Regions from separate parts of the Gasterosteus aculeatus genome. Here region 1 is linked to region 2. Evidence: chromatin contacts called from public Hi-C data. All regions are on one chromosome and are shown on one strand. The core of a region is the stretch at or near the end of the contact, and the rest is flanking DNA. Distances in the headings are between cores, read along the strand shown.

Region 1 (4,818 bases), core at 1,470-3,969, 160 kb after region 2:
CACAGGTGATTCTTTTGTCTTTTCTCTCTTGTCTTTGTAGTACAAATCTATTTGCCGTCATCGCCTCGGAGGTGAGACAGCAGCTTGAGCCTAAAAAGAGCAACGGAGAAAAAAAACAAAAAACATTCAGCCGAATAGCGAACAAGCGGAGCTCAGGGAAAGACGGGATTCAAAGCCACTCAACGTGGGAGACGGACGGACGGTAAAGAGCTTTAAATGGCATGGTCTTCCTCGTGGGGGCTGAGGAAGACCTACCGGCAGCCACAACGAGAGCCGCGAGGACGACTTGATCGACGGATGATCGATGCCGACAATTCCGATAACGCATCGGTTGTTTTTGATGACAAAAGTAACACCGTGGACCCTTTTGTTAAATGGCTCATTAAAGAATCCCACAAAGTAGACGATTAATTAGGAGAATTGTTGTCTGATTAAATCAATAATGTCAGTAAATGTCAGTCAGCTGTATCCATTGACCCCGAACCCCAAAACAACACAACTATTGTCTCATGAATGTCACTCGCTTCAGGCTTAATTGTGGGGAATTTTAACTGCAACAATCGGCTTGATTTGCTCAGTTTTCGTGAATCAAGAAAGAAATCCTGCATGCCAAGATGTCCAAGTCCAAGATGAAGGAGGAAGTTGTCAGCTTGCCACAGAGTTTTCAGGATAAGGATCAATCCCGTCCTCTGAATTACTTCTTCTCAATGTTTATTTGAAAGGAAGAGGAAGTCCTCAGATCCTCTCGCTCAGCCAGCAGTCAGTCAAACCAGCCTTCAATCAGGCGCCTTGTGGTGCCAACATCTCCATTTTTGGCATGTGGCCTTACTGTACACAACACACACCCACGCACACACACCCACACACACACAATACTGCATATAGCTCCACAGACCAGCTGACTGGCAGGAATGCAGCAGACATTTGTCTCGCCACGGGAGCGCGCAGACAGATTCAATCACCATCTTTAAACGCAACTGAAGCGACGTGCTCAACTTGCTCCAACCTGATAGGACATGATCGACGGGGCAGGGTGGGACTTCTTTAGAGCCACGGTGAGAGGAAAAGGGAAGATTGAAAGCTGAAGAGAGTGGACGGACAGCACACCAACATCCACTCTGCATACACACCCACGATGAACGTCCCAGGAGGCATAGCTCGGATTCTTGGGCTGGATTTGCATCACAGATCTGTTGGATGGGAGTGTATGCATATAGTGAATAAATAACACCCCCCCCCATTCATCCCCGCCTGACACTCATCCATCCACTCCAATGCAAGACCTACGCCACAACCAGCCAGCAGTGTGTGTTTGTTTCTCCTGCCTCAGAAGGAGCCCCCCCCCCCCCCAAGCCCCCTACCCAGAATCAGTTTGTGCCTTTTAAAATCAATCCTGCTACGCTTCTTTTATTCCAGTACGGCATCCCTTGCCAAAGCTTGATGATATCAATTAATACAGAAGATTCATGGCATCACCAAGTGCTTAACAGCCCAAAATGAAGACCCGGGGCAACAACGAGGCGATACAAAGTGCTTCACATTAAATCATTAAAATCATCACAACACAAAATGGCAAACAAAAAAAAACATGACTGTGCATGACATTGCACCACAGAACGAACCAAAAAGACCAGCGGAGCTTAATAAAGTCCTCACTGAACAGCGACTCTGTGCAAAGTTCAACGGCGAGAATTCTCATCAGCAAAGTCAATTATTTGCTGATCAGTGTTGCAAAATCACGAACAACATGTCACACAGCAAATGTGACATGTCGCAGCAGCAAATCTGCCAGGGTACCAAATAAAAGTGCAAGCTATTGAGCATCGGATTACGGGCATTTTCGACCGGGGGACCGACCCCAGGGGCCCGGGGGACGCGTCGTGCTACATCTAAATGAATGCGCCGCTTACAGCGGTTCAATTAAAACTACGGCGCGTTTATGCTCATCGAGTGAACAATATGAAACTAACGGGTATTCAGAGTCACGCTTTCATCACAGTTTCGATTTCTTCAGTGGATTTTGGAACATTTCGGAACTGCGGGGTTTGGAGCCTCGCGCGCGCCGCCGAATCCCACAGCTGAGGCTGCCGCAGGTGTGACTCTCGGTGCGCCGATTCCAAACAGCGTCAACGAGCTCGCATATGAAGTTGTGTCAAGTTTTTTGACAGCGTGATGTTGATCCAACAACAGGCGGCGTTTAATAGCATGCCCATTAATTATCATTACGCACACTGGTAGAGTGGATCAGCCGGTGGCGCGTGAACCCTCGCCGGACCCCTTCCCGCTTCACCGGGCTGACCTGACGGGGAGGACCCCGGTGCCGAGAGAGACGCACATCCAAGCACTCACCTGACTGTGCCGCACTCGATGGGATCACCAGCAAAGGGACGAGGAGGCAAGCGAGGAACTTCATCTTCGAAAAAGAAGGGGGCTGCTTGTCTTGATAACTCCCGTGACTCACATGTCCAAATCAAGATATCCGCATGTCTCTATTGCGCACAGAAATAAACAACCGCAAGCAGAAAGGAGGAGAAAAACAAACACGTCAGAGTCTTCGCTGACACGGTGTCCGTGTGCGTGGAGAGCTTTTACGCGGCGCGTTATTGGCGGTTTGTTTATCAGTTCCCAGGCCGGTGTTTAGGTCGTTGTACGCCGAGGATAATCACAGCCATTCACTCCCCACGCTGCAAGAGCGCCGGTAGGGCGGGGGGGGGTGGCGGGTGGCGGGTGGGGGACTCGGCGCGGACTGTAGGGGGGTCCGAACACGCCTCCTCTCTGTGACTGACACCCCCTTCAGCCTATTAAAACGGCTATCCGAAAGATTAGGAGCGTCTTGTTCTCTCTTTTTTTGGGGGGGGGGGGGTTAAATCCGCCCACCTCACGTATCGCCTCTTCTGATTGGCTATTCGGCGTCTTCCCTGCTGTCGCTACACCTGTCCAGAGAAGACGCTCTTTTGGTTTCTACCTGTGGATGTTCTCGGCTCTGGGAGCTTATTGGCTTCCATGACACATCACATACAAAGTCTGAAAAGAAAGAACACCACGGCATATCTCCGTGTTGTCACAGACTGGTTAACAACTATCCAAATACCGCATTCTGGGTGGATTATTGAAGTCAGCCTCGCAGCAAGTGGCCAGCCGGTGCAAATGTCCACCAGCAGCAGGCCAATAAACTTTTGATGAAGCTGGTGGAAAAAAAGGGGCCGCGCCGAGCGGGATGGCTGCGGCAGTAAACCATTTTCAGGGCCGCTCGTTTTACGAGCCGGCGTGTCCCATTCCACCTCCGCTGGCTTCCTTTGTAGACTGATGTCAAAGTGTGAAACAGTCTGCGGGGGGAGAAGAGAGTATTGATTTGTGATGCGTGTACAGCATAAACTGGCTCCATTACCAATCAGCTCCCCAAGTTTAGGAAAGGATCCTGCATAACAGCGGCAAAGAGAGGCTCCATTTAGGGTCCTCTGCTGCTCTCTAGAGGAACATGCAGAGAATTACTCCATTCCCAGGGCCCCCTGCAGTTTGCATGAATCTGCAAGCTGTTTTTGGGGACTTTTGGTCCAAAAACCACCTTGAATCCCATTCGTCTATCAACATTTAGAAAACTTTGATGTGTCAGAACGACCGGAGCAGCCACCAGCGTCGCTGACACACGAGCCGTGTGACGCATTTATTGGAGCTCAGTGGCACGCCGGCACTCACACTGGGGGGGCCGCACGACTCCGAGCGGCCCCGGAGGAGACTATAGATGTCACTCTGTTCCCGTACAAGAGGAAAAGAAAGAAAAACAAAATGTGCAGATAAAACGTTCAATTACTGACATTTGAGAGCTTGGAGACGGGAGTTCTGCCTCAGCGCTCCGTAATGTGTCCCCGTGTGAGTCCAAAGAGACATTTGATTGAGGGGGACGGGCGCGGGGGGCTGCATATCATACAAATTATAAATAACTGATGGGGGGGTGGGGACTTGAGTTATAATTAAAAACATATGATGAGTCTAACGTTGTGTTATCTCACAGCGGGCCTCCGCAGTGGTAATGGTGCCAATTTAAGAGCGCGTGGCTTTCGACTCGTGGATTATGAATCGGAATAGTTGTGAATTGAAAGGCGTCCTCCTGTGGAATGGCACGCTCCGTTCTAGATTAAGGGCACAACAGAAACAAAACAATGCGGCAGCCCTTCAGGGGCTCAGTTGTTGCACTTTATAACGCGGCTCTTTTTGAATCACCCGTGCCTCTCATATCTGTCCGGGTGTCCGGCTGTGTCGCGTCCCCCTCGTGAGCGGCGGCACGCTGGATCAGATGACGCGCAGAAGCTTCTATGATTAGGTCCAAGCGCCGGAAGGGGGGGGGGAGCTGCCCGCCCACTGTGTCCGGCCAAAGGGAGGGGGGGTAGCGTGCAGTTTGCCCCCTTGTCCCTGTCCCTCTGTTATCTTTCACGTTGGTGTGTGTGTTTCTGGGTGTGTGTGTGGGCCAGTGGCTGTGATACATGGAGGAAGAAGGAAAAGGCTGCTGTTGATTCCCCCCCCCCACCACCACCACCACTCCAGGGACTGAGCAGAATGCGTGAAAGCGCCCTGGAGGAGCTCGCCATGGCTGCGCAGCGCGCGTCGCTCCTCATGTTGTTGTTGGCAGGTGAGTGATTTGATCCGTGGGATTCTGCCGTTTCCTTACATGAATAAATCGCATGCATTTGGAATGGTGTGTTGCAATAAACACAAGTAGTACACATGTCAGAGATGACTGACCTCGTAGAGATCCTGTTTTGTCTGTTTGTTGTCTATGCATTCATTCGTTTATTTAGTTTAATCCGCAGCTTTGCACAG
Region 2 (5,104 bases), core at 2,167-4,666:
GCCGGGGATTTTGGCACATTCCTAATACATGTGCTTAAGAAGAAGACGAGTTCTTCTGCACGAATGGCTATAAATGGAATTTTCTGTGAAAGCAGAATCGGGGAAAAACCCATTACTTCAATCTGCTCTTCAGGCAACATGTGGCAGTGGACACATTTTTATTCAAGCGCACATAAGCTAGTGGTAAGTATGCAGCCCCTGACGCACACACACACACACACACACACACACACACACACCGCCCTGTCATAAAACACACAATTCCTCCCCAGTAAAAGCAGCGATCCCTCCGCTAAGCACACGAGAGAACTCGATGCCCCGGTTCCAATTTGGAGCCGAGACTTCTGCTTACGATACACGTCGCGCTCGCTGACTGCGGAGATCTAACGCCCCCGCGGAGGAAAAAACAGCCGCCGCTTTCTCTCTATTTGGCCGCAGGTACGTAGAAGTGCATTACGTTCCCATTAGGGGACCTCGGGTCTGTGCTCTCACCCGCCGGGCCCGACTAATGGGGGGGAAGCGGGCCGCCGCCGAATCCGTCACGGTTTAGCCGCAACAATGGCCGACCGCGGCTAAACCCTGGCGAATTGCAGGCACGACAGGGGCCTCTGCCTTGCTCAAAGGCCGCTATCGACCGGCGAGTCGCTGGGAATCAGAGGAACGTGGAGGGAATCGTGAAGCCGGCAGAGCAAACTCTTCCCCCCCAACCGCTCGCCCTGAATCGATTAGTCGGTTCACGTTTCATGTGTTAAGTGGAACATTTTTCTGATGAGAGTTTTGAACAAATTTCACCGGCCACATAATATGAATTACAGACATTTTTGTTACCTCAACAGGCTGACTAGTTTCACATGTTCCCTTTTTGGAAACCTCTAATAAGCCGATTCACGCTTGCCTCCAACACAAAGCCCCTCGAGACGAACAAACGCTGCAGAGAGCACAAAGATCTCGTGGCTAAATACACACGGAAAAAGAAAAGAACATTTCGGTTAGCGGAGTAGGAGCGCCGAGGGGATCGTAGCCCGCACTCGCCCCCCCGGACTCCACTCACGTCTGGATGTCCCGCCCCCCCTCCCCTCCCCTCCCTCCTCCTTGTGGGAACACAAGTGCTGGTGAGAGTGATGCATACTGATACAAAAGCAACCGGAGGAGCCTTATCGCTGCTGTCAGACGGAGCCATTGTCCACGCACAAACTCCCCCCATGACAACAAAAGCACCGGAGACACAAGCGGAGATCCTTGTTCCGAGATGATATTTAGGCGGAAAAAGAAAAAACACACAAAAAAAGTTGAACAAAAGGACATCGTATCACGGGGGACTACTGACATTGGAAGTCAGGACCTTGTAAGAGGTTTCTGAGCTGGATGTCATTGGGTTTGACTAATAGAAATTCACATGGCAATTGTTTTTCTCACCAGATTGCAGATTTTCAGAGCAGGCCCGAGCTGTCATAACTCATAGATGTCACGCAAGGACTCGCTTTCAGGTGTCCTTCCTCATCTCTTTCATTCCCGTGCTCCGGTGAGTGAGCATGTTCCAGGAATCAAATCAGCCCCCTGAAACTAGAAAAGAAACAAAAAACGATATGTTGCCTGTTTCCTTGAAGAATGTAAAAGATAAACACACCTTCAACTGACACAAAGTTTGAGTTGTTTGATTCCTGCAGGAAATGAAAATATGTCTTTGTAGAACTCGCAGTGATTACTAGTTGTTTACACGTATAGCTGCTTCCAGACAGGACAACAAACGTGGTAACTTGGTGTTAACGAAGGGTAGACCAGGAAGGACAAGACTAAAGAGGAAGAATTTCTGCAGACGGATGTGAAACAAACACAGTGACGGGCAAAGAGTTCACCAAAGCAAATATCCACAGGTTGACAGATGCGCAAAATGTCCTTTTGCTTTTGGGGGGGGGGTCACCCGGGCGCCTGTGATCCTGACCTGCAGTTCAAAGCCTTTATTTCGTCTTTCAAGCAGACCTGTCATGTGGGGTTCACAGCCACGGATGCTTCACCGAGCTCAACAACAAAGTCCAGCACAACAGAACCACCTTCCTCAAAGTCGGGTGTTTCAGACGTTATTCGGGACCAGTTGCAGCGACAGATGAAATGAGAGAAAAACAGCTTTCTTGTCACGACAGTGCAGACTGCAAACTGCAGGAAAAAAAAAAACTGCCGTCGGGTTAAAAATTCAAGGTCATCTCATAAGTGCTAATAGCATGAAAGCCACACGGCGTCATCTGGTAATTACAGTCTTGAGGGCAAACAATCGGTTCCTGAGAAACGCAAGGCGGACAAAAACCGAAAGCTTTCAGAGAGTAATTCTGGCTCACCGCGGATTTTTTTCATGGTTATTGTACCCTAAAGTGTGCACAAAAGTGAAGCAGAACAATGCAAAGGCAATGACTCACCTGACTGGACTGTGAGGAGACAACTCGATTGTGTAGACAAACAGATATCACACCCATGGGCGGATTGTGAGACACACTCCATTTAGCCCCCTAATGCTGTAGCGTTGTGTCTGTCTGTAATTGATTCGGTATTTCAGAAGTATTCATGCAATTTTGGGGGGATTGTGTAGTTCTTTTCGTTGTTTGGTCTCATTGTGTCTCCTTGCTGCTTGTCTTTTCAGTCTTTTTGTGTCTTTGTACTGATTAATGTTTATTTCAGCTCATGATGTGTCTCTTCCTAGTTGGTACCTGTCTCTTAAAGTGATATTTTGTTGGTCGTGGCCTCGTTGAAGGGGGGGGGGGCTGAACCCCTCGAGGTCCCACTCACATGTGATTGTTGAACTGCTTCAATTGTCCCCTGAATGGGATCACTCATGTTGAATCATGTTAAGACAAGTAATAAAAGAGTCGTTAAGTATCCACATTACCACATAACACACACACACACACACACACACACACACACACACTGCAGAATTTACACCGTCTCTCAGCCCCCCCCCCCCTTCCCTTTCCATACAGTCGATGAACAAGGTGAATGAACAAAATCAGCTATTTGTCTACCAAAGCATGCCGGTGCCCTGAGTGACTCTCTTTAAGGGATTAAACTCGATACGGAGCGCGTTCACAATGGCCGTCATTTTCCGTTAAATTAAAGTGTGATTTTAAATGACCCCCGCCGTTTCCTGCTCGGTCACCCCTGAGGTATAGAAGCGGCGTGCCTCCGTCTCGTCTGTAAAACAACTCAGGACTTCTTTGTGTTTGCGTAACAATCAATGAGCGGCAGTCTGTAATTTTGCCTCGAGCATTCGATCCGTCTCTTTTGTTCCTCCGCGTTCCTCTCAAGAGGATGGTGATGGGACTCGTAATTGCACGTTTGCCAGTTATATAAACATAACCTCTCGTGTTGAGTGCATTCATCAGTTGAGAGCAATGCAATCAGGCACACTTAAAGGGAGAGAAAAAGAAGATGGTGTTAATGATCTGAATGCACATTAACCATAAATGTGTAGAGCAAATTCATCTAATACTGAACCCTTTGGATGGTGGAGACGTTCTTCTTCTTCTTCTTTGTCCATCTAATCCGTCCATTTGTTCATCTAAAATAACTTCACTCTCTGTCCTCCGCCGGGACACAGAATGTCTCCTACAGTCGGATCTCAAGTACCAGCAGCAACTTTTCCCTCTTATTCTCTTCCCCCCCGCCCACAAAAAAGGGTTTCTGTCGTACTGCCGTGTCTTTTAGTGTCCCTCCCTCAGACGGGCCTCCCTCATCGTGATTGCACTCCACTCCGGCTGATTAGTGGCCCGGCTGGGAGCCCGAGCTGGGTCGGTGATTTTCACATTCCCCCGCTGGGTCTGCTGATGGCGCGAGAACCCCCCCCCCCCACCCCAGAATCCCCGTCGCCTTGCTCGCCCGCAGCCCCTCGGCCCCCGCGCCGCCCGCTCCCGCCTTAATCCCGTCCACGGCCCCGGGCTGATTGTCTCTCGCTGGGCCTCGGCCGGTCGGGGGCCCACCGTCCCCGCCGAGGCCTCGCACGGAGCGCGGAATCACCTCCACCTGGTTACGTTCGCGCGCTCACGCCGGGTGTTTTTTTGAGGCGGGCGCGTGCTTCCGAGGCGCCTTCGCTTATCACGGTCCCACGTGGCGACCGCGGTGGGGAAAGTTGTTTGGCTTCGCCGGCGGACACGGCCTGGCGGGGGAAGGATGGGGGCCGGAATAGAAATACGGCGCTCAGCAGCCGCACGGATCCGAGGGAGGTGAAAGAGGACGGACGTGACGGCGGCAGAGGCCACGTAAGGACGGCTGTTCAGAAAACAGCGAGTAGCTGAAAGTGGGCTCCACGTGAGTCGGGCCAAGTGGAGCCTGAAAATGTTTTCAATGATTCAAAGGTGAATTGTAGTCCGCAGGCCCCCGCTCACGGCTAATCAAAGCATGACGTGCTCTGCACACTGTCAATTATTGCTAATATGGAAATATCTCAAAATTGGAATTCCTCTCCACGCAACCCATGCCCCCAAAACAAAGATATGTCATGAAATGATTGAAAACTCTAATTGACAAGAGAATAGTGTTGAAAAAAAAACGGATTTGCTTTGGTCTTTGATTGAGTGTATCTACAAATCCGGAGCTTTTCAATTTCAAATCTTTTAGTTTCATATTTTTAGATTTTTACTCAGGACTTTTCACACAGATCCTCCTGCAGTTAAGTGCACTAAGGACATATTTCCCCACTATTTCTTCTTATTTTAACATGGTACCAACTCAATTATAAACGAACCCCACCCTCTCAAAGGTTTGAAAAAGCAACATTTGGACATCTCTTGCCCGTTAAGCCGCTCCTCTCACGTATGCTGGAACTTTTCCTGTTTAAGAGGAAAAAGAGACAAAGCAAAAAGAGTTATTCGAGTCAGTGAGAGCCCTGTAGGCAGCGTGCTTCTCCCCGCGGCTGTGACACCCGTATCAGGCAGACGGAGTGGAGGCTTGCCGCCCCGCTGGGCCCGCATGACAGCGCTCTAACTCCTCCGTCCCGTCCCGGGCCGACCGCACCGCCTGCGCGTCACTAATCGAATCCCGGCACAGAGAGCGCGCGGCCCCATACATCAGCCCTTTGTCAGCAAGGCCTGAGATGGCGCCTGAGCCGCCTCACTGC

Evidence for each region. Hi-C and Micro-C count contacts between places; a contact is called where the count stands out from the background.
Region 1: a contact with region 2 is called in a Hi-C map of skeletal muscle, with 8 times the contacts expected there. The contact joins the promoter of LOC120825010 here to the enhancer-like site in region 2. A contact is called at or near these places in 2 of 6 Hi-C or Micro-C datasets (both in skeletal muscle).

What each region holds. Positions count from the first base shown.
Region 1 is chr1:26,840,068-26,844,885 of fGasAcu3.hap1.1, forward strand. It overlaps LOC120825010 (receptor tyrosine-protein kinase erbB-4), which reads right to left and starts at 2,720. Exons shown (of 27, transcript XM_078100196.1): 1 at 2,350-2,720. The coding sequence starts at 2,413. LOC120828705 (receptor activity-modifying protein 1) reads left to right here and starts at 4,009. Exons shown (of 3, transcript XM_040192225.2): 1 at 4,009-4,627. The coding sequence starts at 4,555.
Region 2 is chr1:26,680,710-26,685,813 of fGasAcu3.hap1.1, forward strand. No RefSeq gene overlaps it. Among protein-coding and RNA genes, the nearest start is that of lancl1, 8.9 kb to the left of the region's middle. Within about 2 kb of position 3,417, at least 1 of the 9 cell types and tissues checked has open chromatin away from gene starts, as enhancers often do.